5 separate regions of the Mus musculus genome follow, and all the other regions are linked to region 1. Evidence: chromatin contacts called from public Hi-C and HiChIP or PLAC-seq data. All regions are on one chromosome and are shown on one strand. The core of a region is the stretch at or near the end of the contact, and the rest is flanking DNA. Distances in the headings are between cores, read along the strand shown. Region 1 holds the start of Mb21d2 (Mab-21 domain containing 2). Region 2 overlaps Atp13a4 (ATPase type 13A4). Region 3 holds the start of Atp13a5 (ATPase type 13A5). Region 4 overlaps Atp13a5 (ATPase type 13A5). Region 5 has its middle 6.1 kb from the start of Mir690.

Region 1 (5,296 bases), core at 929-3,428:
TCAGACCTAGTTCACATTTGAGAGTGATTTCTGCTAGAAACCCGATGACTTTCTATGATGCAACTATCTTAAGAAAAGGCAGCAAAAAGGAAGGAGCAACGTCTTACTGCCGGTTTTGGAAATTAAGAGAGGAAAGTGTTTTGACTATTTTATATAGACTCTGTCTGTGTCCCGAGTTTGCATGTATGTAGGGCTGGGGATCAGGCACAGAATATGATGCATGCCAGTTAACTCACAATGTGGGACTTGCAATAACAATGAGAAGGCAAGCTGGAGTCATAGGTGTCACATGCAAGCTTCTGTTAAGAGTGCAACAGGGTTGCTACTCAGCTGTGGGGGCAAAGGTTGTGCCTGGCCTGGAGTAGCTATCAGAGCAAGAAAGGATGAGGTTGGCCTTGGTTGGGCTTACAGAACAGAAAGAAGAGGCAGGGAAATTCCAGGGGAGGATCTTTACAAATCTGTGTTTTGTAAAGATCCTGTGGGAGGGGCTGGAGAGATGGCTTAGCAATTAAGAGCACCTGTTCTTGTAGTAGAGGCCCTGTGTTCAGCTCGCAGCATCCATAGGGCAGCTCACATTTGTCTGGAACGTTAGTTTCAGGAGAACTGATGCCCTGTTGTGACCTCTGCAGGCACCAGGCAACAATGCAGTGTATGTAAATGCAGGGACACACACACACACACACACACACACACTCACCCCAGGACCCTAAAGTTTGTATCAACAGTGGAAGCTGATACAGCTAATGGCTACTTAACATGCTACTTAACGTGTCATTCTTTATAATAAATGGTGTCCGTCCAGTCTTATCTCACCTAATTCTTAAAGCAGCCTATGAAGATGTAATGGTTATCCTATTCACATGGGTAAGTATGGCAGGGCCTGGATGTCCAGGTCTTACAAGGTAATGTGAGTTTTCAGTGATGAGAACTCAGGTAAGAAAATTAAAGGGGCCGATAGGACCACAGGCTGGGATAGAGGACAGTTCACCATTGTTCCTAGGGGTCCATAGGCCTCCTTAAGTGTGTGAATCACATGAACATTAAAACCACATCTGCCATTTGGTCTTGATAAACTAGACTTGGACTACAGCAGTCTTGTCTTGAAAACCCTAGTTCCAGTGGGGACATGGGTGAGGGTGAGGGCTAAGTCCCAGGACTCATCCCAGTCATTCCGGTCTGGCTAATAGCGAGTGCTCAAATTCTATTTGCCAAAAGGGAGACTCCCTCTCCCACTCCCATCTTCCTTGTACCCTGGGGCAATTCATTGTTTTCCTTCCCCCACATTCCGCATTTGGATTCCTATCTGTCTGAGAGCAGGTTGGCTCTCATTAAGGCACTATATGTTAAGTTGAATGAGCTGTTACCCAGGCAAACTAATTACCAAGGGCAAAGGTAAGGAGGATACTTGAGTGGTTAATTGGAAGTATCTATACGCGGCATGACTGGCACCCCTTCTTGATTCGCTGATTTTATCATTCTAGGCGACAAAGGACAGAAGGTACATTTTATATTTTTCCACCAAGCAAAGGTACTAAAGTTCTCGGGATGGACATTGGAAAGGCGCCCACAGACACGTTTTCGCCCGGGACACCGCCCTAAGATCAGAGTAGGAAGACTCCTTTCTCCTTGGATGCGCTTGGCAAGCCCTGCCCCTAAAGAGGGGCGGGGGTGGAGGTGGAGAAAGAAAGCGTCCACACCACGCGCGTCAGCCCGAGTACGGACTGGCAAGTGATCCGGGCGCGCGAACCTCTGCCATTTATTTATTTATTTTCTTCCCACCGGGTGCGCTGTCCCTTTAAATGGGAATGCTGCTGCTGCTGGCTCCGTAACACCGGAGCCGGCAGCTTGTTGATTTCAGCGCTGGTGAATTTCACATTGTTTCCACTTCACTTTCCTTGCCCCCGGGGAGGCTCGAGTCCACTCCCGGACGCCGCCACCGATCCCGGCAGGACTCGAGGAGGGCAGGGGCCCGCAGCGGCGCAGCGGGCGGGGGCGGGAGGACCGGGGGCCGGGGCCACACGCGCACCTCGCCGCAGTCGGGCTCCTCCCGCGAAGGAGCGCGGCCGCCCCGAGCGCAGCGCGGCGCGGGGCCCGTCCAGAAGCCAGCCCGCCCACGGGCCGGGCTGCCCAGCCGCGCCGGGAGGCCGGGGCGGGGTGGGGGGCGGGGGTGGGTGCCGCGGCCGCCGCGGAGCCGCCGCTCGGCGCGTTTTGCATGAAGATGGCGGCTCCCACCGCCAGCAAGGCAGCCTCCCTGGGCTGCAACAACAAGCCTGCCTTCCCGGAGCTGGATTTCAGGTCTGGAGCTCGGGTGGAGGAACTGAACAAACTCATCCAGGAATTCACCAGGCACGACCAGCGGGAATACGACGACCAGAGAGCGCTGGAGATCCACACTGCCAAGGATTTCATCTTTTCCATGCTGGGTAAGGAGAACGGGGAGGATGTGTGAGTATGCGTGTGTGCGCGGGTGTGATGGAGCGGGTGGAAGCTATGGTCCCCGCTCTGGCGTTTGCCCGGGGTGTCACCCCTGGTTCCGTGAGGTCCCCTTTCCTCTCCACCGCCAGCTCAGCTGCCCCCTCCGCTCCTGCCTGCTGCGCTCGGCGCGGGGTGCCCCTCTCCTTCCCGATCGCCCGCTCTTTTGTTGGTTCCTCGGCCGCGGGGCTGGCGGGCAGGTGAGGCGGCGGCGGGAGACGCCTCCCGGCTTGGGGAGTCCCCAAGCGGCTCCGGCCGGCTGACACCGGCTCTCCTGCAACCCCGGGCGGCCGTGGTGGAGGCCGACCCGTGCTGGAGCGACAAGTTGCTTCTGTCGTGGTTGCGGCGCGGCGCTGTCACGCCGAGCCCCGGGTGGCCAAACTTGTTGGGTGTTCCAGAGTAACCCGCGGAAGTAGTCCGGGCGCCCGGAGTTGCCTCCAACTTTGATTTGCAAATCGACTTCCCTTTGAAGGGGTCGGAAGCATTTCCGGTGCTTCTCCGGGTTGTTGCTGAGCTGGAATTCCTAATTCCTTGCTTGAACACGACCAAGCTCAGAGCTCTGGCCGCGGAGGAGCGCTGTCCCCCTCGTCTTTGTGTATTGTCCTACTGATGGCTAAGAGGTGCTCAAGTTTCCCACTCTGGGCAGCCCTGGGTTAGAAAAATTTCTCCCACCGTATCCCCCAGCTCTTCACCGACGGGTCTGGAAAGATGAAGAAAAATAATGGGTTCCGGGGATCCAACCCTATCCCTGGCGTCCTGCGGTGGGATTATTGCTTCTGAGTTGTAGAATGAGCATCCGCTGCTGGGAGCCTCGAGTGTGTAGCGCTGTCATGCAGCAGTGGTGGCCCCGTGGTTTACATTCAGCAGGGCTGGACTGGAGGAGCCTTGCTCTCCAAAGGTTTCCACAGTCAATTTTTCAGATAGTGGTAATTGTGATTGACAAAGGCCTTTTAACTACAGGACAGAGTCTTTGCATTCTCTTGGGATCTAACGAGATTGCACTGTTGTTTCTTCCTACCTTATTCCCTCCAGATACCTTTTCTTGCCTCTCTTAGCTCAAGTCGAAGTGATACCGATTGAATGTGGTCCACTGGTCCTCTGAAGAATTAAGCAAGTTGGATGGGCCGTGTTAAACGCGGGAGTATGTTTTCTTTCTCCTGCTCACTCCACACGTATATTCTAGGTATTCTAGGTGGGGAATGTGGTTGAAAGATCCATATTTGGATGTTTGACTGTTTAATTGAATTATTATTTTAATTCACGATGTGGTGGGAGTCAGCTTTCAGAAAGGAGTGTAAAAGCCCTTACAAAGCCCTCCATATCTTAGAACCAAACCAGTGATTGTCAGAAAGACGGGTGTTGGGGGTGGGGTTAGGCGCGCACACAGAAAGCTCAAGGCAGTTATTTAAGTTGCTTAACCATGGTCTTTCTCTTTGGCATAGCTAACCACTGCCTGCCATTATGGTATATTAGCCCCCCACCCCCACCCCCTTGTCTGTGTGTAGAGATAGTGGTGAGGAGAGTCATGGGAGGTGATGGGGAGAGTAAGTTTAAATGCCTGGCTCAATGGGGACTTGTGCACGGTCCCTTCATCCGATACAGTGAATTAGTCAGGTCTTAAGTCACATACAAAAGGTAAATTATTCCAGGGCACTTAATTTATGCGTGTGTTTAGTGTCACCAGTGGCACTGCCGACAGGTAAACAAGATTTGCTTCCCTCCCTTCTCAGTCCTTTGACCTTGGAAGGGTTGCTTTCCCTCCCCTGGGACTTTGGCATTTCCACCTGCCGGAGAGAGACTTCAAGAGTAGCATCTAAGCCCTTTGCCCCTCTGGGTACTACCGGGCAGATGGCGAAATGAGCTTGCCTGTGTGTGGTACTGCATTCATTTTCGAATCCCTTGGTTTCCTTTAATGAGGTGCTGGCTTTTCTAGGCCAGCGAAGGTTTAGCGACAGCCAGGGTCTCCATGTGGATTTACTTCTCTCTAAAGCAGATTCTCGCTTGGCTTGAGAAACAAAATCTCTTTTTTTTTTTTTTTTTGTACACTTTCACTTGCTGTGGTCTGGAGTCTTTCATGAATATGCAGATAGGGTGTCTTGATGACCCCACCCCCAAGCTTGTTAAGGTGGTGTCACTTGGGTGGCATCAGGCCCTCGGTTTAGGGAGCTGTTGGGGGTAGTCCTCTTGGCTTTGTTCTGTCTCTTGTCTGAACTGCACCTGAGGATTTTAAGCAGTTAAAAAAAACAAACAAAAAAAAAAAAAACCGTTATCCTCTCAGTCAGGATGAGATGGCAAAGGCGTTTGTCCAATCCTCTTTAATGGAAATGTGCATAATGCTTCTTCCAGGCACAGGCAGTTGGGGGCCAGGGTTGATGGTCAGAGGACCCTATCTGTGCTACAAGGTTGTTAGCTTGGAACGAGGCCCTTGTAGCTTCCCATCTTTTCATTTTATCTAGTCTTCTTTTTTGGGGGGGGGAGGCTCTGCAATGAGTGAAGGAAGCAGCCAGTGCACTCAGTAGCCCCCCCCCCCCCAGCAGTAGGATACCCACTAACCTGTGTAAGCAGGACCTGCACAGGCTAAGGCTGAGCCCATTGAGGGTCATGGAAGACTCTGGGTTCTGTTTGTGCTGTGATTCCAGTGCCTTTGGAGGCCAAGCATCACTTCAGTTTCTCTACACCTTGTTCTTTCAGGAGAACGATGGCTGTTATTATCTAGTTAATATCTGAGAGACCTCGGAGTGTGTCGAGAGGCTGGAAGTCCATAATGAACGCCGTTTATCAAAATTCATAGAAATCATCAGAGTTCATTCATGTTTTAATAATA
Region 2 (5,296 bases), core at 849-3,348, 470 kb before region 1:
TATATATGATGTATATATATATATTATTTATACCACACACATCTCTACATACCATATATACCACAGATATATACATATATGCAAATCTTATATATGTATGTTATATATATGGCATATATACACATATATGTATATATGTATATACATATCATATATATGTATATGTACACCTATACATGCATATATGTTCATACATATGGTATATATATGTGTGTGTGATATATATACACAAAATATACCATTATGCTATATACGCACATGAAATATACATACATATATGCATATACATATACATATACACATACACAAGTACACATGAACACATATACGTATACATATATGTATACATATACATGTAGAGAGAGACTAAAATGTGAGCAGTGAGAAGCACATACTATGTGTTTAATAGACATAAACCTCTCCAGGCATGGTTGCACTGCCTATCTGTAATCATAGAACTTGAGAGGTTGATGTAGGAAGATCGAGTTTGAGGCTAGACTGGACTGTATGAGGAGATCCAATCTCAAAATTCCAAACCTAAACAAAACAAGTAAAAATAAACAGGAGCCCTCAAATGCATACAGAAACAAACATGACAACAACAACAACAAAAAAACAGTATAAGCAGTAAGCCATCATTATCTCTTGTGGCGCTTACTCTTCCTTACTTTGTTTCTGTCAATCTTTCATGCCTTTATACATTTGTTCTTTCCACAACCGTTCACTGACCCCTAGATCAATATCCTAGGGCAAATTTTCAGGATAAAGGTAACAGAGGGGTGGGACTCATAATCTGTGTGAAGTCAGCATACAAACTTCTCTTGCTTGCCATTAAGCTTTTCTGGCGAGGGCTTGTGTTGGTAGCTATCGCATTTAAAATCCTGCTTAATTCTAGTAGGAGTTGGGCAAGAGCCATTTAAACAAACATCAGAAATGACCTTGTTCATGCCCAGCCGTTGGATGGGTAATTGTCACAAGAGCTAGGCATCTTCTTTGGTTCCCACGCTGAGTGTAGAAATGGTGATGCACACGTGCATGTTTATTGTGGGTTGCCAGTCCCTTCCAAACGGAGAAACAGCATCGGGGAGCAGGAGCTTCCACCTTAGACACCTTCCCCATGGCATCCACTTGTTTAGTAATCCCTTTCCCTGTGGTCAGCTGGTGCTTAGCGGAGTAGAGTAGTGAGTCTTTGGTAGAGGGCTATTATAATTGAGATTGACAGGTGCTATTCTGTCCTGCCTCCTGTGGTGAGTGAGCCTAAGAGAATAGGTGCAGACCACTAAGGACTCAGCAAGATGTCTTTCCTTAGGTGGCTCTGTATATACACTCTGTTCCAGAATATAGAAAGGAATTCTGGATGAGCTGAGCTAACCCCATCATACTGGCCAGGACAGGCTTAGCTAGACATAGTCCCAACAGTTTTCTCATGATGGGCAGGTATGGTGGCTGGCTCTGTTGCAGAGTTTTAAGTGTTGTCTAGTCTTCTGAGTCCTGGATCTAATTCTAGCTCTAAGGCTAATCTTACAGTAACCCAGAAATCAAGCAGACTTTAGTCCTTACTATGTGAATCTCATGCCCTGCCTGCTCAGAAGCACGGGCGCTCACATGAATAGCTTTAATAATACCCATCTTCCTTATTACTGTGGATGCATGTATATGTACATAAGTACTTAAGAACTGAGTAGTCGGCTGAAAAAGCTTACATAAAATTCTTTGGAAGAAATGGATTCTCATCAAAGCCTCACTTTTGCGTCTAGCTATGCAATTAATTTGCAAGGCAGAGTCAAAAGGCAGATCACATCAGTTGTTCTTTGGAGAATGACAAGCAGGGAGTAGTCACACTCGGTATAAGGAGGAAAATGAGACCACATCTCATCTTTCTTTTAATTTGTTTGAAAAAGGCTAAGGTTTTCTACATCTGCTATATTTAAAATCTTGTAGCTGGCTTCAGTGACCCTGCCTTTTCCCAGTCCAAAGTGTTTGTGAGAAGAGCTACCATTTTTCTGATCCGGGAAGGTAGACTAGGTCTGTCTGGTAAGTACTGAGGTTGGCCAGAAGGTGAAGTTGGCTCTCTGAGTCTTGATTTCTGCCAAGAAGCCTTCCAGTGTTCAGAAAGAAAGACTCTGGCAAGGTCTGCTGCCAGGTCCAGCCTTGACACAGGATCAGGGTTCTCAGCTGGAAGCAGGGATATCTGGCAACTGACTGGCAAGTTTTAAAGCTTGAGGTTGCTCTCTCTGTGTGGCTTGCTTGTAGTTGGAGGCAGTGCACACTTTGGCTCCCCCCCTTGGGCTGGAGGTTGCGCTCTTGTATGCTTCCTTTCTTGCACTCACACATAACACACACATAACACACACACACACACACACACACACACACACACACACACACACACACACACACACACACCTCCTCTGCTCGCTCTCCTTTCTTTCTCACACACACTCCCTCACCTTTAACTTGCCCCAGTCTTTTATTGTTACTCCAAAAAGCAGGTAGAAAGACATTGTGTAACCATTACCAAATGTGTCAAGTTCAAAAGAATGATCACATCTCACAAAGAATCAAGAATTACAATTGTTCCCCAAAGTTTCAAGCTTTCCCTATTCCTAGGCCCATGGCCAAAATAATAATTGCAAACGTATCATTATTTAAACCTTAACTTATTATACGTTTACCTTATACTTCAGAGCTCAGAGCTCTGAGGTCAGCTACATGCGGTTTTCTGTGAAGCTCTAATGATAAATGAGATGGGCAAAGCTGCCAGGCAGTGGCCAGAAAGAGTCAGGTTAACCCTTCAGTCAGCAGTTCCACTAGCTTTCTGCTTCTGCACATTGTACACAATGATTCTATAGCTTTTTCCTTTCTGAATTAAAGTATCCCGTGTTTGTGTTCCCTTATTCCATTTGATTATGTCTCTTATACTAATGATTTTCATAGTTTCAATAAATTTCACTTTCTGGTAATAGACACTGTATGACTGTAGTAGTACATGGCTCTGTCTCATTTTCTAATAATTTCTTTGCAAGTCAGACATTAATCTGAAACTACCATTGTGCAGTTATTGCATTGTTTCCAAGATGAGAGCGCACAGCACGCACCTGGGCCATTAGGACTGTGCTGTGCTGTGCCCCGTGCCTCAATTTTTGATAGTTTAAGAATCATTGCACCAAGGAACATCTAGTTTCACAGAGCAGAAGGAGAAAGAAGTAGGAAAGCCAGATATAATAGAGTAATTATGCACACCAAGGTCACTGAAAGGCAGTCACACACAAATGAAATCTATGCAGCCATTGTTCAGGACTAAGGTTAGGAGAGATGGGAATAACTTTTTTACAAATGTGCTGCTCACGGGCTTCTGAGATGTCTCCATCCAGGCGTGCTTCAGGTAGTTTCTTATTTCTGATGGCAGGTCCCCTAGAAAGATGTTTCTCCTGCCTCACAAGGTCCCAGACACAATCTATGTCATGGTATGCTGTCTCCAGCAGTAATGAATCTCATGTAAACAAAAATAGGCAGATTTTAGTAATCTACATCTTCTATAGTTCCTCATTAAGTCTGTCTGTAAAAGATACACTGGATGGACACCAAAGTCAGGTATTTTTGTCAGGTTCTTATTTTCTGTTATGAAATTAACTAAGATATTCAACTTCTAGACAAAATATGATAAAATGGACCCCCCCACACATACACACACTAACCTTTTCTGTCATTTGTCTTATTACTAGTTTCACTTAAGCTTTAGACTAACCTATGGAATGAAGTGGCAGTCCAAAATGTTTGTAATTATATTTTTGTATGCGTATGGGTGTTTTTTCTGAATGTGTGTCTGTGTACCATGCACATGTGGTACCCTAGAAGGACAGAAGAGGACTGTAGATCCTCTGGAACTAGAGCTACAGATGGTTGTCATCTGCCATGTGGTGCTGGGAATTGAACTCTGGTCCTGGACAAGAGCAACTGACAGCCAGTGCTCCCAACTGCTAAGCTGTCTCTCTAGCCCCAAATGTTTTACAAGAGGCATCACTCTTATACTATTAACAATGCATTTTAGTGATGGCAAAGCATGTGCAGGCAGGGCTTCTGTAGACAACCAGTAGTTAAAAAAGTAGTTCAGCAGGGTGAGGAAAGGGTGCCAGTCCTGCCCTGTCCTGCCCTGCCCTGCCTTGCCCTGCTTTGCCTGCACTAGAAGGGCTGTTGTATAATCCTTACAGCACATAGAAGGAAGGGATTATTATTTCTAACCCAACAGGCTCAGGTTTTCTTCTTCAGTGGTGGGAATTGGACACAGGTCTCAGACTAACGACCTGGCCATAGTCATAGTTATGAAATGAATCTAGATCTCTCTAACCCCAAGACTGAAGCCTCTACTTAGATGGCATAGACCTGTGCTCATGGTTATCAGTGCCTTGCTGAAGAATATCAAAGACACATCGTGCATCTTTCTACACACTCAGTTCTATGAAATGTTAAACATTATACAAAATGTCATTTCATAAGACATGGAATTAGATGTGGTATGGTGTGAAATATAGAATTTGAATGATATTAAATTTAATTTAATTTAGATGTGAGAGTCCCTAGAACTATCTTTGAGGTAGGCTGCTTCCAGCTTAATCCCCAGGTTTTTTTAAAGTACCTCCATCCAGCTGAGTTTCTTAAGTAGGACAGGTTAAGAATATAGCTACAAAACTACTCAATATTTGCTTAGGCTCAAGAATTTTGTTCAGCTGAATCTAAACAAACACTGAAACAGTGATTATGATCTGTGGAACTCATTTAGGTAATTCAATTCACAAAATTATTTATCTTTTATCTTACAGAAGGCCATTATTGAAAACCGAGCTCTGTGGATAGCAGTCAAAAGATGTTTTGGTTATCAATCAAAAAGTCAGTATCGGATATGGCAGAGGAACTTGGCAAATGATTCAAGCTGGCCCCCACTGAACCAAACCTCCTACTCTGACATGCAGGGGGTGTCCTACAGCAACCCGGTGTTTGAGAGCAATGAGGAGCAACTTTGAAGGAAAGCGATACCTAAACAGTTATCAAAATGAAGCTAAAAAGAACCCATTTCAGAGATGTTAAAGCAATTTGACTCAACACTATCAGTTGGAGTTGGGGACTATACTCCCAACTCCCAGGACAAGTTAAATTTGCTCAGGTGGAGTCTATGGAGAACAATGTCCCCAGAAGATGGCATTCCTCCTAGCTTCTGGTGCATTGGTGACACCTATTGAACCAAGAATGGAGCAAGTGTTGCAATGGGCCAAAGGGTTGGCAGATATCAGAAGGAAAA
Region 3 (5,296 bases), core at 1,355-3,854, 450 kb before region 1:
AGCCATGTGTGTGTTTATTAAAGCCACCTCCATCCTATTGTATCTGGAGAGAATTTGTGGATTGTTTTGGTTCAGTAGGATTGTTGGATGGGAAAATAAAGGGATGGTTGGCTCTACCTATGTACAGAGGGACTGGGCATTTACATGTTTTGGCCATGTACCGACATTCACATGCCTTCTTTACCCATGTAATTGTTGCAAGGTGATTGTAGGCCATTCAGTGAGATACTATAACCTCTCCACTTCCTGTTACATGCTTTATAGACTCTTGAATTCTCCTCCCCTCACTTTTGTAAGCCTTTGAACCTTCCTCAGTACTGCCTTGCACGTGATTCTTTCGAGTGTGCTGTCATTTTGTACTTTTCTGTGCTGTGGGTCCCTAGAGATCTGGGCTGTTCTATCCTTTTGCTGTTCTCTGAGACTGACTGCCAGGTGGCCCCCAAATCCACATTATCTTCTTTCTGGCATTCAGCTGGTTTATAATTGTAGTCTGCTTTTCAGGGAAGTGTGGTCTGAGATACAACCCATCTTTTGGCATAAGTACAGAATACTTCTTCCAAGACTGGTCTCTAGAAACCTTAACATACTGTCCTCCATGTACCCATTCCTCATAAGGGTGTATCTCTAAGATTTTACAAATTGAAGATTGTGGTATCAAAGTAGGAAAGCCCTGAAATGCTAAAAACCATTTTCCCCATGTAGGTAACTCAATAGTATTGATGAAGTAGAATGTTCTAGTAAGGTATAATGATGAGTAGAGACAATAACAAAAGAGGTTTGAGATCTAGATCAGGCATCCAAATCTGGTTTCCCTTTAGACCTAGAAGTGGGTGATGTGAAACTTGTCTCTGCTAAGGAGAACATGACGTGCAGTTCTAACCTGTTCCACCTTCCCCACCCTCTTCATTGAGTAAGACTCTTGCACGAGAGTTGGAGACACTCTATTTCCTCCTGGTCATAAAATCTATGTGCTTAGAGCACAGCATCCTCACATACATTTTCAGAGGGGGGAGAACAAAAGTTAGAAGAAAGAGAGAGAGAGAGAGAGAGAGAGAGAGAGAGAGAGAGAGAGAGAGAGAGAGAAAGAGAGAGAGAGAGAGAGAGAGAGAGAGAGAGAGAGAAAGAAAGAAAGAAAGAAAGAAAGAAAGAAAGAAAGAAAGAAAGAAAGAGAATTCCAAGATAACCTTCCTGGATTAACCTGTCTCCTCAGTGGCCCTTATTATATTGTCATTGTTTAGAGTAAGGTCCTGGGTCCCCTTTAGACAAGCCATGACTCATTGGTGCATTTAATTTAGTCATGTTGCTCAGACACAAAGTTGATACTACTTTAGTGGGTTTGTAGGTAATAGGTAAAGAGTGGCCATGTATGCTTCTCATACTCAAGTCTGAGCTCGACTTGACACTGGACTGCAGCTCCTGGCACCCTATTAGTTTTCTGGTTAATGAGCTCCTCAGCCACTTGACTAGACTGAAAAGCTGTACTCTGTATGTGTTCTCTGCAGTGAGTGACATCTTCCAGGGCTGGGAATTACATTGATTTGTCCTGAATGTCCAGGAGGACACAATAGGCCACTCAAGGAACAGGAGATAATTTTAATGAATGGAAAGAACAGTGCAGTCTTCTAATGCCTTTTACCATAGTCAACTTCCTCCCATGGACAGGAGGACAAGGTTTCCCTTCAGTAGACTAAATGCAAGAAACCACAAAGAAAATGGCAAAATGTTTGTGTGTGTCTGTCTGTCTGTACGTGTGTGCATGTGCATCTCTCTGTGTGTTTGTGTCTGTCTGTCTGTGTGTGTTTGTGTGTCTGTGTGTGCCTGTGTGTGTGTCTGTGTGCATCTCTCTCTCTCTCTTTCTCTCTCTCTGTGTGTATGAGTATGTATGTGTGTAACTACTAATTCACCAATTAACCCAAGAATGGATCCATTTTCTCACCCCTTTCAAGAAAAAATATCAAATTCAGGGGTGATTATTCAGAGGTGGGGAATTCAGGTTATATCCCTAATACTCATCTCTCTTGCTCTGCCTCCTTTCCGGTTTTGTAAACTGTAGAGTCAGGTTCCTCGGCAGTTCATTTTCCTTGATTAGTGCTGTGATTGCAATGAAGGTGATTACCTGCCTCTCACTGGAGGTGGCAGAAGTTGCACTTGGCCTTTGGCAAACATCATCACGAGCCCTCGTCTCAGCCCTACAATTATCACTGACATTTTACATATCAGAAACCAGAAGTTCAAACTATAAGGGATTTATTCAGGGTCCTCAGTAGAGTGGGGATTAGAGCTCCATTCAACCCCTCCCCCCACTCCAGAAGGTGTCCTACAAATCTCTTCTTCCAGTTTCCATCAACACTCTCACCAAGCTAACAGCTCCTCCAAATTCCACAGGCTTCCACAGCACTCATAAGACAAACAGGACTTTATTGTCTTGTGATTTTAGTACGGTGGCCATTTCCACTTCTTGGCAGGGACTACCATGGGCAGCATGTGAAATTACTTTCTAGTGCAACAGCTCCTCCCACCCCCCATCATTCCTTTGGTCTGGAGGCACTTCACATGTAGCTCAGTAAATAAACATTAGGAAGAAAAACACACATCAAGAAGATAAATGAACAGACCAATACTGTGGCCAAGGCGAGGCTCTCCTCAGTCTTCTTTATTGTTCTAACGGGCAAGGTGCCAGCAGGTTTTGTAAGCACCTGAGAACAGCGATGACAAGTAGTGCCTGAATCACAGAGGCTCAGGTGGCTTTGACATTCCCTCACACAGTGGTCAGAAAGAACCTACACACGCTGCTCTTAATGGAGAAGAGCAAGAAGGATGGCCACCAGGCTGTGCTCAATGAAGGGGAGGAGAATGAGCTGGTGAGTGCCCCCTCTTTTTCTGTTTTCTCAAAGTGGGCAAGGGTTGTTTGCAGGTACAGGAAAGCCGAGACTGTGGCAGCAGCAGGGTTGGTTCTGGACCTGGAACAGTTTGGTTCTGGTGACATCAGCGGTGGTGGAGGTGGAGGTGGAGGTGGAGGTGGTGGTGGTGGTGGTGGTGGTGGTGGTGGTGGTGGTGGTGGTGGTACGTGTGCAGAGACTGAGCAAGTTGTTGCTCTGCATGGCTGAGTGAGTCCTTGAGAAGCAACCATGCGCCCTTTCCTGGACACTTTGCAGAGTCCTAGGGATATGTCCTCCAATGATGTTCATTGAGCTTTCTCCCCCTGACCACCCCCTGACCACTATGGCATTAGACAAACTGGTGAAACTGGAAACTTTCTTCTTCTCTTATTCTTCTTCTGCTTATTTGTGTGCATAGCGCAGGCTATGGTGCTCTGGGATGAAGTCACCTATTTATTGAGATCAAGGGAGGCTTGAGGCACAGAGTGCTGGCTGAAGAAACCACACTTAGTCTCAGACTTTAGCACGTTAAAAATTTCTCCTTCTTTTCTGCCTCCTTTTTTTTTCTATTACCTCTTCTTCTAAACTTATTTAAATCTTAAAGAAATAGCCACTAAAATTTCGAAAGCTCTGTAGTGTCCATTTGATGCTGAGCAGTTTATATTTGTGATTTCACTTAATCCTTACAACCCAGTACTGAAGGAACTAATCCTATTTCATAGGAAAGATATCTGAGACGGAGGAGGTTAGGTAACTCAACCAAGGTCATTAGACAGGCTGGAAATCCAGCTCACTCCTTGACTCTTTATATCCCGGCTTGCCCACACTCAAGCAGTGACTCTGCTATAAAGAAGGATGAGAGTAGGAGATGAGAAAAGGAGAGACAACAGGGAAAGCAAGAGCAGAGTGAGCAAGGCCTAAATGGACCCGGAACCTTGGTTCATATATCAGACAGCATCAGGTTCTCATCTGCTCTCTTCACTCCTTAGGAAAAGCCTTACCTATAGCCCTGCTATCCTCGTTTAGTAATCTAATGTCAGTAACTGACTACAGCTGCAGCTACGGTGTGCACTAAGACAGCTACTTCGTGTATTTTTGAGTGCTAGGAAAGTAGCTGGTCCAAACTGAAAGGCCCCCCGATGTGTAAGATACATGGTAAACTTAGAATTTAGCTAAAATATCCCGTTAATACTTTCTGTATTGGTTATGGATTGAAATGATATTTTAGGTAGGTTGAGTTGGATAGAATCTATTATACAAATTCATTCTAGGGTAGATTAAGTTTGATAGAATCTATTATATAAATTAATTCTATGTGCTCCTTTTTACTTCTTATTTGGACTTCTGAGAAATTAAAAACTGCAAATGTAGCGGATTTGCATGCTTCCTCGTACCTCACTGGACTTAGTGATGTCATAGAACTCTAGGGTCTGCTCTGCCCTGTTCACTCTTCATCATCTGCCTTTTTAGATGGAATATTCATTCATTCATTCATTCATTCATTCATTCATTCATTCCTTTTTGCATGGAGATGGGCAGTCCTAAAAGAACCACATTGCTCTTATTGTTTCTTAGTTATGTGTTGCACTTGGTATTTTAGTTGTCGCATTTCCAAGGGCTATGAGAGGACTGAGTAATGGGCCTGTTGCCGGGGGCTTTCTTCATTTTCATGGTTGATCAAATATTTGTAGAGCTGTCACTGGAAAACTCTGTTTCGAATACTATTGGGAATGACAGTGTCCTGATAACCTTAAGTTGTTAGGGTATTCTGGGAGGGAGGTTGGAACACAGTGGAATCTTCTTCCCACATCTTATTCTGGGACAGAAGGCACAGAGGAAAACCTTACTGCAGCTCATGGGGTAGCTGGGGAAAGTAACCGTGAATTTGTGACTCAGCTCCAGGCAATGGCTGTCCTGCAGTCAACTGCTCAGTGTTCTCAGACCTTCGGAGTTCAGAGGAAAGCCAAAAAAGTTAGAGCATTTAGCCAAACAATTGACAAGCCTGACTATACACTGTGGAGATGAATTTTCTGAAAAACAAAAACAAGCAAAACTAAAAAACAAACAAACAACCCCCCCCACCCACCCCAAACAAAAGACAAAAAACAATTATTAGATCAGAGTAAACCTGGGTCTGACTTAGGGTTCCTACTGGGGCTGCAAAACAGTGGCACCCACAGTGTCTCCCATCCACAGTGTCTCTCCCCACTCGCTCTCCCTTTCCTGAAGGTTCTCCAGGGCCTAGTGTGACATCTGCTTACATTCATCACTGTAAGTAAACAATCTGTGGTGATGCTGTGAGAGAACTTAAGGTGAAAAGTAGACACCGTTAGATCAAATAATAAATTCCTTCTGTCACACGGCCAGGACAACTCTTAAGCAGGTGGAGAAGGCGTGTGAATTATTCAAGGACACTC
Region 4 (5,296 bases), core at 1,796-4,295, 400 kb before region 1:
TTAATGACACTTCCTTGTCATTAAGGATGACTGTTTCACCTCCTCCTGAAACATCCTGTTGTTTCACTTCCTTGTTAAACATCCTGTCCTAAAATATGCTGTGTTTCTACTTTCCCTTTATATTCTGTCTCAGGAAGTTTTCCCCTAAGATGGAGGGTTTTAACCTGGAAACTGCCTCACAGCATATGAATAAATGGCATATTGCTAGATTTTGTAAATGGCAAAGTATTTTTGGGGGTGGGGGCATAAGAATAGGGAATTTTTCAGTATGGCTCTGAGCGCTTAGAGAAACTTTATTCCTAACATATTACATTCTATGCTCTTGGCATTTCTCAAGTTAACTGAGTTCTAAGTGAATTCATAAAAAGCAGAGGTCATCTTATGTTGTTAAAAATGGAAAGACATTCTATAATGTAATGATATAATTCTTATTGCTACCACATAAATGCTATTTTTTTGTACCTGCAGGTTTTAAATCCATTCTATGTGTTCCAAGCCTTTACACTCACTCTGTGGCTGTCTCAGGGTTACATAGAATACTCTGTGGCTATCATCATCTTGACTGTTATCTCCATTGTTTTGAGTGTGTATGATTTGAGACAGGTAAGAATTGAAATTGTGGTTAGATTCCATTTATATTTTACTTCTGGGTGAACAAGCAAAGCCCATAGAATTTCTACCTGGGGCATGGAGTAACTATGTCACACACAATTCATAAGGCAGCAGCAGGCAATCTTATTATAGGGACACTTTTGGGATAGGGTTTTAGGAATACCAAATAGATCTAAACATCTTTTCAAAGTTTGATCATCAACTGGAGGCTTCACTGGATGTGTTTAGGACTCTGATGTGTGTGAGTTAGATGTGAGGAATGCTACATGGATTGATAATAGTCTTATTCTTAAGACTGGGGAGGGGCAGTGGCTCAAGTCACATATTAACCAAGACACAAGACACTACTTTTAATTTCTTTCTTTTTAGCATAGCAACCAAAAGCCAGGCTGCTAGACCCAAGGATGGATAATATTTGAATGTTAATTGATGCTGCTATGTAATTTTCTCCAACTGAAATAATTCTTTTAATCAGAAATACACGAGATCATTGATTTTTCCAAATCCACACCCAGACAGGGATCCCACAGCAATCCAAAGTATGGGTACCACCAAAGTGCAACTGGGTGAACTAGTGTGTTTTTGGATCACTTACAGGAATATGGTGAAGGGTTACTTACAGGAGCAGATGTTATTCAAAGACAGCTGCATCACCAAGTATCACCCAAGCATGGGTGACAGCTCATAAATAAAGTTGGGAACTTGGAACTGTACAACCTGCAGGCAGCTCAAGAGAATGGAGAAGTGTCCTTTCCAAGGGACTCAGTTGGTCTAAACCTCTTTCAGTCAGATCAGCTAGCTTCTGCTTCTCCAGGCAGCTCATCTGGGCTCAGAGTCTCCTTTGTAGCTTAGCTTCTCTTTGCCTGAAGAGAAACTCTCAGATTTTGTTGCTTATTGTAACAGGGAGGGGCCTAGTGAATCTGGGGACAGTTTCAGGGACTTCCTAAAGCTATTTTGAGTTATTTACCTTCTTGCTAAGGAGCTTCATTGCAAAATAGAATTTTAAAATCTTGGATGGAAGTATTGCATAGCAATATTTAAAGTTAGATAATTTTTAATTTTTAACTCCTTATCCAAATTAAACGTTTGTGGCTGGGCAAATGGCTTAGTAGTTGAGAGTGTTGGCTGATCTTGTAGAGGACCTAGGATCAACAGTTCTCAGCACTTACGTGATAGTTTACACCCAACAATGACCCCAGTTCTAAGAAATCCGGTGCCCTCTTCTGACCTCCAGGAGCACCAGACACCCACGTGGTGCATGTGTATACACGTGGGCAAAACAGATGTACATGTACAATTTAATAAATCTAAAAAAAAAAATGTAATTAAAATGTCTCTTCTTCTTTACAGATTCCCTAAATTACTTTGCCCAAAATAGGGGGTAACATGAGAACAGGAGCTTAAATAGCACTACTACAAAGGAGCCAAGAAGAATAGGAATTAGAAAACAGACACTAATCTCATTAGCAGCTGATATTTGTTTACAAAGCCTAACTGACCTAACTAGTAAGGCATCCTGCAAAGCCACACCAAGTGAGCATACTTCCTTTAATAACTTCTGTCCCCTGCACCCCCAACCATTAACATTGCTTATGATTTCATAGGTCACAATAGGTTCCCATAGCCATGCTATACAGGCGTTGGGCACAACCTATGTAGAATGGGACACATGCAATGGTATAACCTCCCTCCGGCTAACACATCCACATAAGAAATGGTGAACAGGGTTTCCTGACCCCCAAGTCAAGTATGCTCACTAGTGCATTGAGCACACTCCCCAAAACTGACCTGTGGACTTTGACAAAACAGTAAGATTTGATGGGGGGGGGGGGGAGACTAGCAGGAATAAAGAAAGGAACAGTTAAATCTTTAGGATGAGTTCATTGTTTCTCTAAATTAAAGCTAAGAGCGTCGTAATCTACCTGCCTGATTGCCCTACCCCAAGCTATGCTGCTTGGTAAAAGCTTACCTTAGCGAGGCTAAGAAACACTTGAGCTGTAGTCCCTTGCTAAGAAGTTAGGAGAGTGCAAGCCAGGTAGAAGTACAAACCTTTGAATTGTATTTGTGTGCAGTCTAGCTAGGCTCCACCAGTGAGTGCATCTGCTACCATGGTACTGAGAGCACCCCTTGACACCCTCACCTCTGGCTTTGTCTTCAGTCAGGATCTAGCAAGGCTTTGGGGCATATGAGTTAATGCCCTACTTCCACTTTCTCTGGAGAAAATCCAGCCACAGCTAAAACAGATATCCAGCAACAGATGTGGAATAACAACAGCATGCAAATGAGCTGTGAAAACTGATCCTGGTCCCACTGAAGAGGGACTGTAGAAACCAGAGGGGGCCTGATGAAATTCAGGCAATGAGCTTTGCAGCCATGGCAAGCATCACAGCACTTGCCTACTCCTGGCTGGCTGGTTGTCATAGAAACCCATGCTTATAGTTTCTGAGTACATTAGCTCAAAGAGAATGCTTACATTAGCCTATCCCTGAGTTATTAGGAGATGTAGAATACTCTAGGTCTATGAGATACACTTTTGCTGAGGGCTTACTGTGTGACAGAGTCTGGGGACAAAGAGGAATGCATGGCCCCTTTTCTACGCTGGGAATTGCCTGCCTCATAGGGAAGAATGGACAAGAAGCTGTCATGGAAGTTATCAGTGCTCCAGCACAGGTGTGAAACCAGGAGCAGAGCACTGGATTCCTCCTGGATCTGGTCCTTGTTGAAGGAGGTCATATTTACACAGCATTTCATGTGAATGATTAGAAAGAGACTGCTAGGAGCAAACTGGGCTGAATATTCTAGGGAGTAGCCCGAGCAAAGGCATGGAAGCATGGCAGCCTCCCCAGAATGCTAAGTCTGATAAACAAATTTGGCTTCCTAGCATAATGAGGTTTGAGAATTACAGTCAAGCGCTGTTAACTCAGGCTCCCCCACTTCCAAATGTGTTGATTAGTGTCCCCGTCAGCTGAAGTTATCGTGCCATTGACTCAATGAGTTTGCTGAACAGAAAGTAAGTGAAAGACGTTGAGAAGGAAAAACAGCGCTGAAAGGGAAGTGGAGCTATTTTAAGCATGAAGAGAACGAAAGCACTGAATGTGTGTGGAGTCAGGTGGATGTGGGTTTGATCGGCACCCTCAATGCCTAATAAGTGCATGATTGTGGCAAAGTATTCCAGCATTTTCTACCCCAGTCTTTTTGGCTTCTGTGTTTCTATGTATGTTAGAGATAGGATTTTTGTGGTATCTATCTGTCTATGTATCTATCTATGTATCTATCTATGTATCTATCTATGTATCTATCTATATATTTATCTATGTATCTATCTATGTATCTATCTATGTATCTATGTATCTATCTATTTATCTATCTATCTATCATCTATCTATCTATCTATCTATCTATCTATCTATCTATCTATCTTTTCCTTAGTGTGTACCACAGTGGTTAGTTTGTAGTAGCTGTTTGATATTATGAGTGGTTATAAACATAATCATTTGAGTCTTTTATAATATCTTATGAAACATCTCAGTGAAACCTTGCAGGCTTGGTCCCTAGCAATTTAAACAAACCAGCAGAATGACACTTTAAATCTTGAGGGTAACTTCAGATGTATCTAGATTATTGACTAGTTACCAAGAATTAGTTATTATTCTATTTACCAAAGAAGCTATAGCTTCTGTGGTAGCATTTCACACACACTGTCCATGGCTGGCTACTGGAGCAAGTCAGACCTCCTTGATTGAAATCAGGGTCCTTTACACAGAACCTTGGCTGACTCACTCAGTTGCCGGTGATATAGATGCCTGCTCCAATGGTCAGGACCCAAAGAGTCATCTTACAGTGATGGATATGTAGCTAACAGTCCCTTCACTTCTTCCACGTTATTGACTTAAACTGGGAAGTTTAGTTTTGCACATAGAACTAAAGTGAATCCCATTCTTTTCTTTGCATAAATATTAATACTGAACTCATCATGCACTCTCACACAGTTGTGCACAATGCTTATCAGTCTGGCAAAATTTGTACCATTCAAAGTTACTCAAAGAATAGATCAAAGTAATTTAACCTAGAAAAGGGGGAAAAAAGTGTTCTATGTGGCTTAGTTTAACACTGAATTTGAAGAGCAACAGCAGGATTTTGACTTGCATCTACTTAGAGACATCCAGTTCTCTGATACCCACTAGAAAGGAGCAGGTACCTCTCCCAGCTGACCACCTGGTCCACAGTTGCTGATGTGGCTCGGTCCTCACATCTCCCTCCTCACCATGTCGATATGGGGAGTGTGTGGACTGAATCCCTTCTTATCTCTGCCTTCCTGGCTCCATGTTGTCCTTGGAGTGACTGCTTCCTCTCCAGAGTCTTTCCCAGCTCCTCCACCTTTTACAGATATATCTCAATCAGTCCCACCTCAGTTGCTGAGTCAACTTTCTGGTTACTGTGTCACCCTACTTTACCCGGCAGCTTCTCCCTGAGTGATTGCTAACACACATGTGCTCTCAGCACCTCGATCTTGCACAGAGGGCTTTGTAAGACTTAGCTGAAAACTTACAATACCTCCTCCAAAGCCATATGCTACCATCTCCTCTTTTGGATGAGCAAAAGTGGCATAGACTGACTGTCTCATTTATACTAGCACTGGGATTTCAAATCTAGAGCATGACTCCAGCCTGATTACAGGGATTGC
Region 5 (5,296 bases), core at 2,072-4,571, 340 kb after region 1:
CTCTTAATGAGGCCAAATACCTCAATACATTTCCCACCTTCTTATAAGATAATATCAAACTTTGGCTGGCTCTGTTGGGTAAGGAAGTCGGACCCCGGCTGAGCAGGCCCTTTGGGGCGGACCGAGCACCTTGGGACCGTTAAGGAAGTGTTCTGCTCTCCACCGCCCTGGCAGGCGGCCCGGAGCTGCGTGAGTCAGTTTTGCGCTGAATCTCAGCATAATGGAGGAAGGGTGCTATTTTGGGATAACAGGCATATGATCAGCTCTTTTTTGAGCAGATTTCACAGGCCATGATGTTTGCAGAAAGAGTGACTTTCCAGAATACTTCAGTCTCTGCTGCTTGAGCACAGAAAGAAACAGTTTCATGGAGTGGTTGGCTCTCCCGGAGAAAGGTTTTTCACGTTTGATATCTAAAGCCCCGTTAACCATGTTAACAATGGCAGTGGCTACAGAGCCGTTTAACGGAAGATGCTTGTGTGTAGCTAATAAGCTGCATGCTATTATTTTAATCCAATGGTTGAAGTAAAAATGGAAGGTGTGGAGACACCATGAAACATCTGAAGGATGGTATCTCGGGAGCCCTGAATGAGTAGATCTCCCTGCCTTTCCTTTCCCCACCTCGCACACCCATAGAGCCATTATTTGATTTGTTTGTGTTCCTCGGCTGAGTTCCAAGGGAAGAGTCAGGTTTGGATTGGTTATTAAGAAGGGAGCTGCTAAGACTGAGTGCCAGTTTTCTTTCTTTTCCACATGCAATGTTATGATTATCTGCACTGCCCAGATTATAGAAATGGTCAAACTACAAGCATTATACAAAAGGTGTCATAAAGGTCATGTTTTCCAGGATGCTAAAGTTGGGGAATCTGCTTCCCACTAGATGTGCTATGGACAGTATGGTGCTATGAATACACAGGTCTCAACCTTGTTTCCAGATACTCACACGGTGGAATGTTTTCTACTTCATGGTGTAGCCGAATGTTTGGACAAACTGTTTATACTTACTTAGGCCAAGAGACCAGAGGTCACTATTAGAGCTAACTTGATACATCGTGAACTGTGTTAGCTTCCTTCTTGCCTCTTATCCTTTTTCCCATGTTTCTTTGTTTCTGGAAATTTCATCAATTAATACTTATCTGTAACTGAAGGCTCTTTGATAAGTGCGAGATGCAGATGTGTCCTAAATGCTTGCTCAGTGTACCCTGTTGTATGCAGATGACTAACTACACAGACATGGCTTTCATTAAACTGCTCCAAGGATACTTGCATTTCCAAGAGCAACTCAAATCTGACGTGTAAATCTGCAGCAGCTATGATGTCCCCTACTGTAAACAAGGGACATTGGTGTTCCTCATTCTGTGCCTGTTTGTCCTTCCAAGCTTGAGCCTGCAAATCACATTGTCACTGTCCTTTTTTTCTTCTTTTGAGGTCATTTATGTATAGAAATATATGCAGTAGCCTCTAGACCCAGGGCCTCTGCAAAATGGCCACTGGTACAACCCAGGTAGAGTCCTTGCTTTTCCCTTAAACATTTTCTTAAAACCTCTTCTTACATCTTATATCTTGTCCCTCTCCAATCATTGTTTATTCACAGTGTTCTAAATTACAGATATAAGTTAGCACGCTTTCCAAAGTAAAGCCCCAACTCACTTCTAAGCGTATTCATTTCTCCGTGGTGTTTATATCTTGGAGTCAGGCAGACCTGAGCTCAAATCTTCATTCCGCCCCTTTCTCTTCACGTGACCTTGGGTAACTAACTTCTGCATCTTAAAAGGTAAGAATGACAAGTGTGACGTGTAGTAAATTGACCTCAGTTTCTCAATACCTGACTTTTTCCATTGATTGTGGACAAGATCCTTCCTTGATCCTTGCTTAGTGCCCTTTAGTGGCATTCTTTATTCTGAGATACCCATCTCTTCTCTGTTTCCCACGGGAGCATCTTTAAACACAGTCACTTTTCTGCATCTACCATTTTCTCTTGTCTGGCTCTAATAATACTTATTCTTGCATTGAGGACTCACAGTTCTGTGGAGGGACTCCTTATGCCTTCCTGCCCTTTCCTTAGACCTTGAACACTAGATCAAGGCTCTGACTATCTGACTGAGATGGGGTTCCCTGAGAGGATCTTTCTTGGCCATCATTGCATCCCTACAATCTAGGGCAATGTCTGACACAAGGCAAGTGTTTAATGCAACCGACAAGAGAGCTCAGACAATGTGACAGCCAACAGTCATCACCAGGCGATAGGGACCTCACTTCACTGAAACAGCTCCATTTGCCATTCCCTTTTGCTCCAGTGCCCTTTTGATTTTATGACAGCTGGCTTGTCTAACTGCCTAATTTTATATGTGAGATCAACCCTAAGGGAAAACCACACATGGATACAGCAGGAAGGTATCAGACTGGAGTCCAAATCAGAACTTACTATATGAGACAGCTAAAGAAGAGGATGGGCTGCAGGGTGGTACTGTACATATCTGCAAACTTCCCATAGGCAGGAGGGAGGAAGGTCATGGGAATGTTGCCAGCGTCATATGGCAGGCCCTGAAAGATTATATCCAATGTCCGTATACTAGTTCTAGGCTCTCATAAATGTGGTATTCTTGGGAAAGGATCTTTGATGATGTCCCTCCCCAGGTAAGACCATTCCTGCAGATTTGGGTAGATGCTAAATCAAATTAAGAACTCTCTTGAAGAGGCACATGGAAGGCTTATCTGTGAAGACGGAGGCAAAGAGCCTACTGGTACATATTAGTAAAGTGTCAACACCCCTTTCTCCAAGGCTGTGTCCCCAACAAACACCTGGAGAACACAGCCACGTGGACACCTCGATTTTGAGCAGGCTGCTTCAGAACATTGCCTGTGAGGCCGAAGGTTTGCATACCTTTTAGCTATAGGCATGCAGCAATGCAAATGTCATTCTGAGGTTGAATTAGGTTTCTTCTGAGCATATTCCTTTTATTTATTTATTTATTTATTTATTTATTTTCAATCTTTCTGTAATAGATGATGTGACGTGTGTGTGTGTGTGCGTGTGTGTGTGTGTGTGTGTGCGCGCGCGCCCATGCAGTTTTGCCTTTCCTTGGGCCTCCCCTTTCCTGGGGTTCCTATCCCACAGAAGGCTCTAACACTGCAGGACTCACAAGCGTGACCTAGAGGCGAGGAAGAAGTGTTTGCTGGACGTGGAAGTGCTTTGCGGAAGTATGGTCATCTTGCTGACTAATAAGCACGAACTTCCCGGAAAATACGGGGAATTTGTGGGTGTGTTCCTGCGAAGCCATAGGCTCGCCTCTGCCTCGTTTAGCTGTGCTTTGCTGCCATCGTGTGGTCGCTCTGGTACTTGTCAGCGTTCCGAGTTTTGTAGCTCAATGCTTTATAAACTTTTAAAGATTTATAAACAGGAATTTTCTTAACAGAAAAAACACACTGCGACTATAACCCATGTTTCATATCCAGCGGGGCTGGACATTTGCAGCTGACACTTGCATCGACATCTACAGCTAAGTTATGCAAACCTTCAGCCTCATAACTAATATTTTGGAACAGCCTCCTCGAAATCAAGGTATCCATGAGGCTGTGCTTTTCCGGTGTTTGTGGATACAGCTTTGGAGTTCTGACTTTGCGTTGTTAACGTTCTTACCTTAGAAAATGTTGGAGACTAGGATTGGTAATACCATTTGAAGAATTACAGCAGTTATGTTTGTTTGTTTGCTTGTTTTTCGAGACAGGCGTGTGTGTGTGTGTGTGTGTGTGTGTGTGTAGCAGGTGATAAAAAAACAATCACAATTCACTGAGCATCTGTTATGAGGAAAACTCAGCTCAGAAGGCTTTGTGTGGCTGACCCTACTCAGCATTCAGAGGTCAGCAGAGGTGCGGCTGCGTTCCACATTGGGTGGCATGGACTGGGGTAGGACCAGAGCAGTGGTCCCAGGAGCTTACATTCCTAGGAAACATTCACACTGTACAGAAGCCTCCTTTGAGGCTTGGTTTCAGTTCTGCTTGAGGTTTCTGCACAATCAAAGAAAAACTTAAAATATATACAGCACCCCAGTATGGCATAGAGTGTCGAGCTCAAGGCTGCATTTACGGCCCATCGGGCCTTAACTTGCCCAAGCTTATCTTGGGAGCAGCACTTTATTTGATAATGAACTGTGAACAATGGTTTCTGTTTTATATGGATCGCTGTAAGTGTGGAGACCTCAAGGATCAAGTATTTTAAGCTTATTTCCGTAAGCAAGACAAGGATTCTATTCCAATTAGCATTTTGTGAGGCCTAGCACAAAGCATCTACGTCCCCCTGGCTGCTGGCTCCTGCAGGGAAAATCTTCCTAAATCTTCACGGAAAATCTCCCTGAAGCACAAAGAGCTAGAAACATTCAGCCCCGAAGCAGCAGCCCGTGTCCAAATGGAACACAGGACCTTATTTTCAGAATCGATCTCTGATAGTTTCAAAGAACAAAAACTTTGAAAAATGTAATCATACTGAGATCTCGCACAAGCAAACACATGCTGCACACACACTTCCCTTCATTCTGAGATTAGATCAATTTATTTACCAGTCTGTGTGTGTGTGGGGGGGGGGGGGGACTGAATCTGTGGAAAAAAGAATTGTATTCCAAGTAGCCTGCCTCAAGTGTTAACTGCTGCCGCGCATGCGCGAGCTTCCTAGTAGCAATTGGTGATGGTAGAGTTGAGTGCTGAGCAACTGCATAGGTTCATTCTGTTTCAGCAGCCTCTACATGCACTTGCCGACTGTGACTTGTGGCCGCTCAGGGTGTAGCTGTGTTCACACTGTCACTGGTCCACTCCTAGTGGAGGTGGTATCCCTAGACGTTACCATGACAGCTTTCCTCCTTAGGGAGTGATAAGATAACGGTTAAGTCCCCGGCCCTTCCTCATTTGATGCAGATGCTGCATTAAAACACTAACAGCTGCTGCAGACAAGAAAGGAAATCAGGATTGTGTGAATGAAATCCTGACATTGTGCACAGGGTGAATGTGGGAGTTGTGAATTTGAAGGGATGAGGAGCTGGGGGAAGCAGCACTGACTCCTTGGAGGTCAAACTGTTTAACTATCCACCAGCTGCTTGGTTTATCATCGGTGTGACTGGCTTGGTTGGTTGAATGTTTCTAGGGATCTCTCTCTCTCTCTCTCTCCCTCTCTCTCTCTCTCCCTCCCTCCCTCCCTCTCCCTCTCTTTCCCTCACTCTTTCTCCCCTTCACCTCCCTCTTCTCCCCTCCCCTTTCAATTCTCTAGCAGTCTCTTGTTATCCTTCTTATTTTTATAACCCAAGTTGCA

The links. Hi-C and Micro-C count contacts between places; a contact is called where the count stands out from the background. HiChIP or PLAC-seq counts read pairs in DNA pulled down with a chosen protein or histone mark.
Region 2: a contact with region 1 is called in a Hi-C map of cerebellum, with 2.2 times the contacts expected there. The contact joins the enhancer-like site here to the promoter of Mb21d2 in region 1. A contact is called at or near these places in 5 of 39 promoter capture datasets (cranial neural crest, hippocampal neurons, liver and 1 more), 3 of 484 Hi-C or Micro-C datasets (cerebellar granule neurons, cerebellum and cerebral cortex) and 7 of 115 datasets of contacts at active chromatin or transcription factors (SST interneurons, astrocytes, embryonic forebrain and 4 more).
Region 3: an H3K4me3 HiChIP or PLAC-seq map of forebrain shows a contact between it and region 1, with 5 times the contacts expected there. The contact joins the promoter of Atp13a5 here to the promoter of Mb21d2 in region 1. A contact is called at or near these places in 4 of 39 promoter capture datasets (the 3T3-L1 cell line, cranial neural crest, hippocampal neurons and 1 more) and 6 of 115 datasets of contacts at active chromatin or transcription factors (astrocytes, embryonic forebrain, embryonic hindbrain and 3 more).
Region 4: a contact with region 1 is called in an H3K4me3 HiChIP or PLAC-seq map of forebrain, with 4 times the contacts expected there. The contact joins the enhancer-like site here to the promoter of Mb21d2 in region 1. A contact is called at or near these places in 4 of 39 promoter capture datasets (cranial neural crest, hippocampal neurons, liver and 1 more), 2 of 484 Hi-C or Micro-C datasets (cerebral cortex and nephron progenitors) and 5 of 115 datasets of contacts at active chromatin or transcription factors (astrocytes, embryonic forebrain, embryonic limb bud and 2 more).
Region 5: a contact with region 1 is called in an H3K4me3 HiChIP or PLAC-seq map of forebrain, with 4 times the contacts expected there. The contact joins the enhancer-like site here to the promoter of Mb21d2 in region 1. A contact is called at or near these places in 1 of 39 promoter capture datasets (hippocampal neurons), 5 of 484 Hi-C or Micro-C datasets (cerebellar granule neurons, cerebral cortex, cortical neurons and 2 more) and 1 of 115 datasets of contacts at active chromatin or transcription factors (forebrain).

The regions. Positions count from the first base shown.
Region 1 is chr16:28,926,580-28,931,875 of GRCm38.p6, reverse strand. Mb21d2 (Mab-21 domain containing 2) reads left to right here and starts at 2,178. Exons shown (of 2, transcript NM_177718.3): 1 at 2,178-2,423. The coding sequence starts at 2,213.
Region 2 is chr16:29,396,118-29,401,413 of GRCm38.p6, reverse strand. It overlaps Atp13a4 (ATPase type 13A4), which reads left to right. Exons shown (of 30, transcript NM_001164612.1): 30 at 4,821-5,296. The coding sequence ends at 5,021. Among named protein-coding and RNA genes, the nearest start is that of Atp13a5, 20 kb to the right of the region's middle. Within about 2 kb of position 2,098, at least 2 of the 459 cell types and tissues checked have an H3K27ac peak or open chromatin away from gene starts, as enhancers often do. A contact at or near this core is called in cerebellum, where this site is marked.
Region 3 is chr16:29,376,040-29,381,335 of GRCm38.p6, reverse strand. It overlaps Atp13a5 (ATPase type 13A5), which reads left to right and starts at 2,604. Exons shown (of 30, transcript NM_175650.4): 1 at 2,604-2,861. The coding sequence starts at 2,799.
Region 4 is chr16:29,329,255-29,334,550 of GRCm38.p6, reverse strand. It overlaps Atp13a5 (ATPase type 13A5), which reads left to right. Exons shown (of 30, transcript NM_175650.4): 7 at 469-603. Among named protein-coding and RNA genes, the nearest start is that of Atp13a5, 47 kb to the left of the region's middle. Within about 2 kb of position 3,045, at least 18 of the 459 cell types and tissues checked have an H3K27ac peak or open chromatin away from gene starts, as enhancers often do. A contact at or near this core is called in embryonic limb bud, forebrain and second pharyngeal arch cranial neural crest, where this site is marked.
Region 5 is chr16:28,591,261-28,596,556 of GRCm38.p6, reverse strand. It overlaps a transcript of Fgf12 not described here. Among named protein-coding and RNA genes, the nearest start is that of Mir690, 6.1 kb to the left of the region's middle. Within about 2 kb of position 3,321, at least 24 of the 459 cell types and tissues checked have an H3K27ac peak or open chromatin away from gene starts, as enhancers often do. A contact at or near this core is called in cerebral cortex, cortical neurons and forebrain, where this site is marked.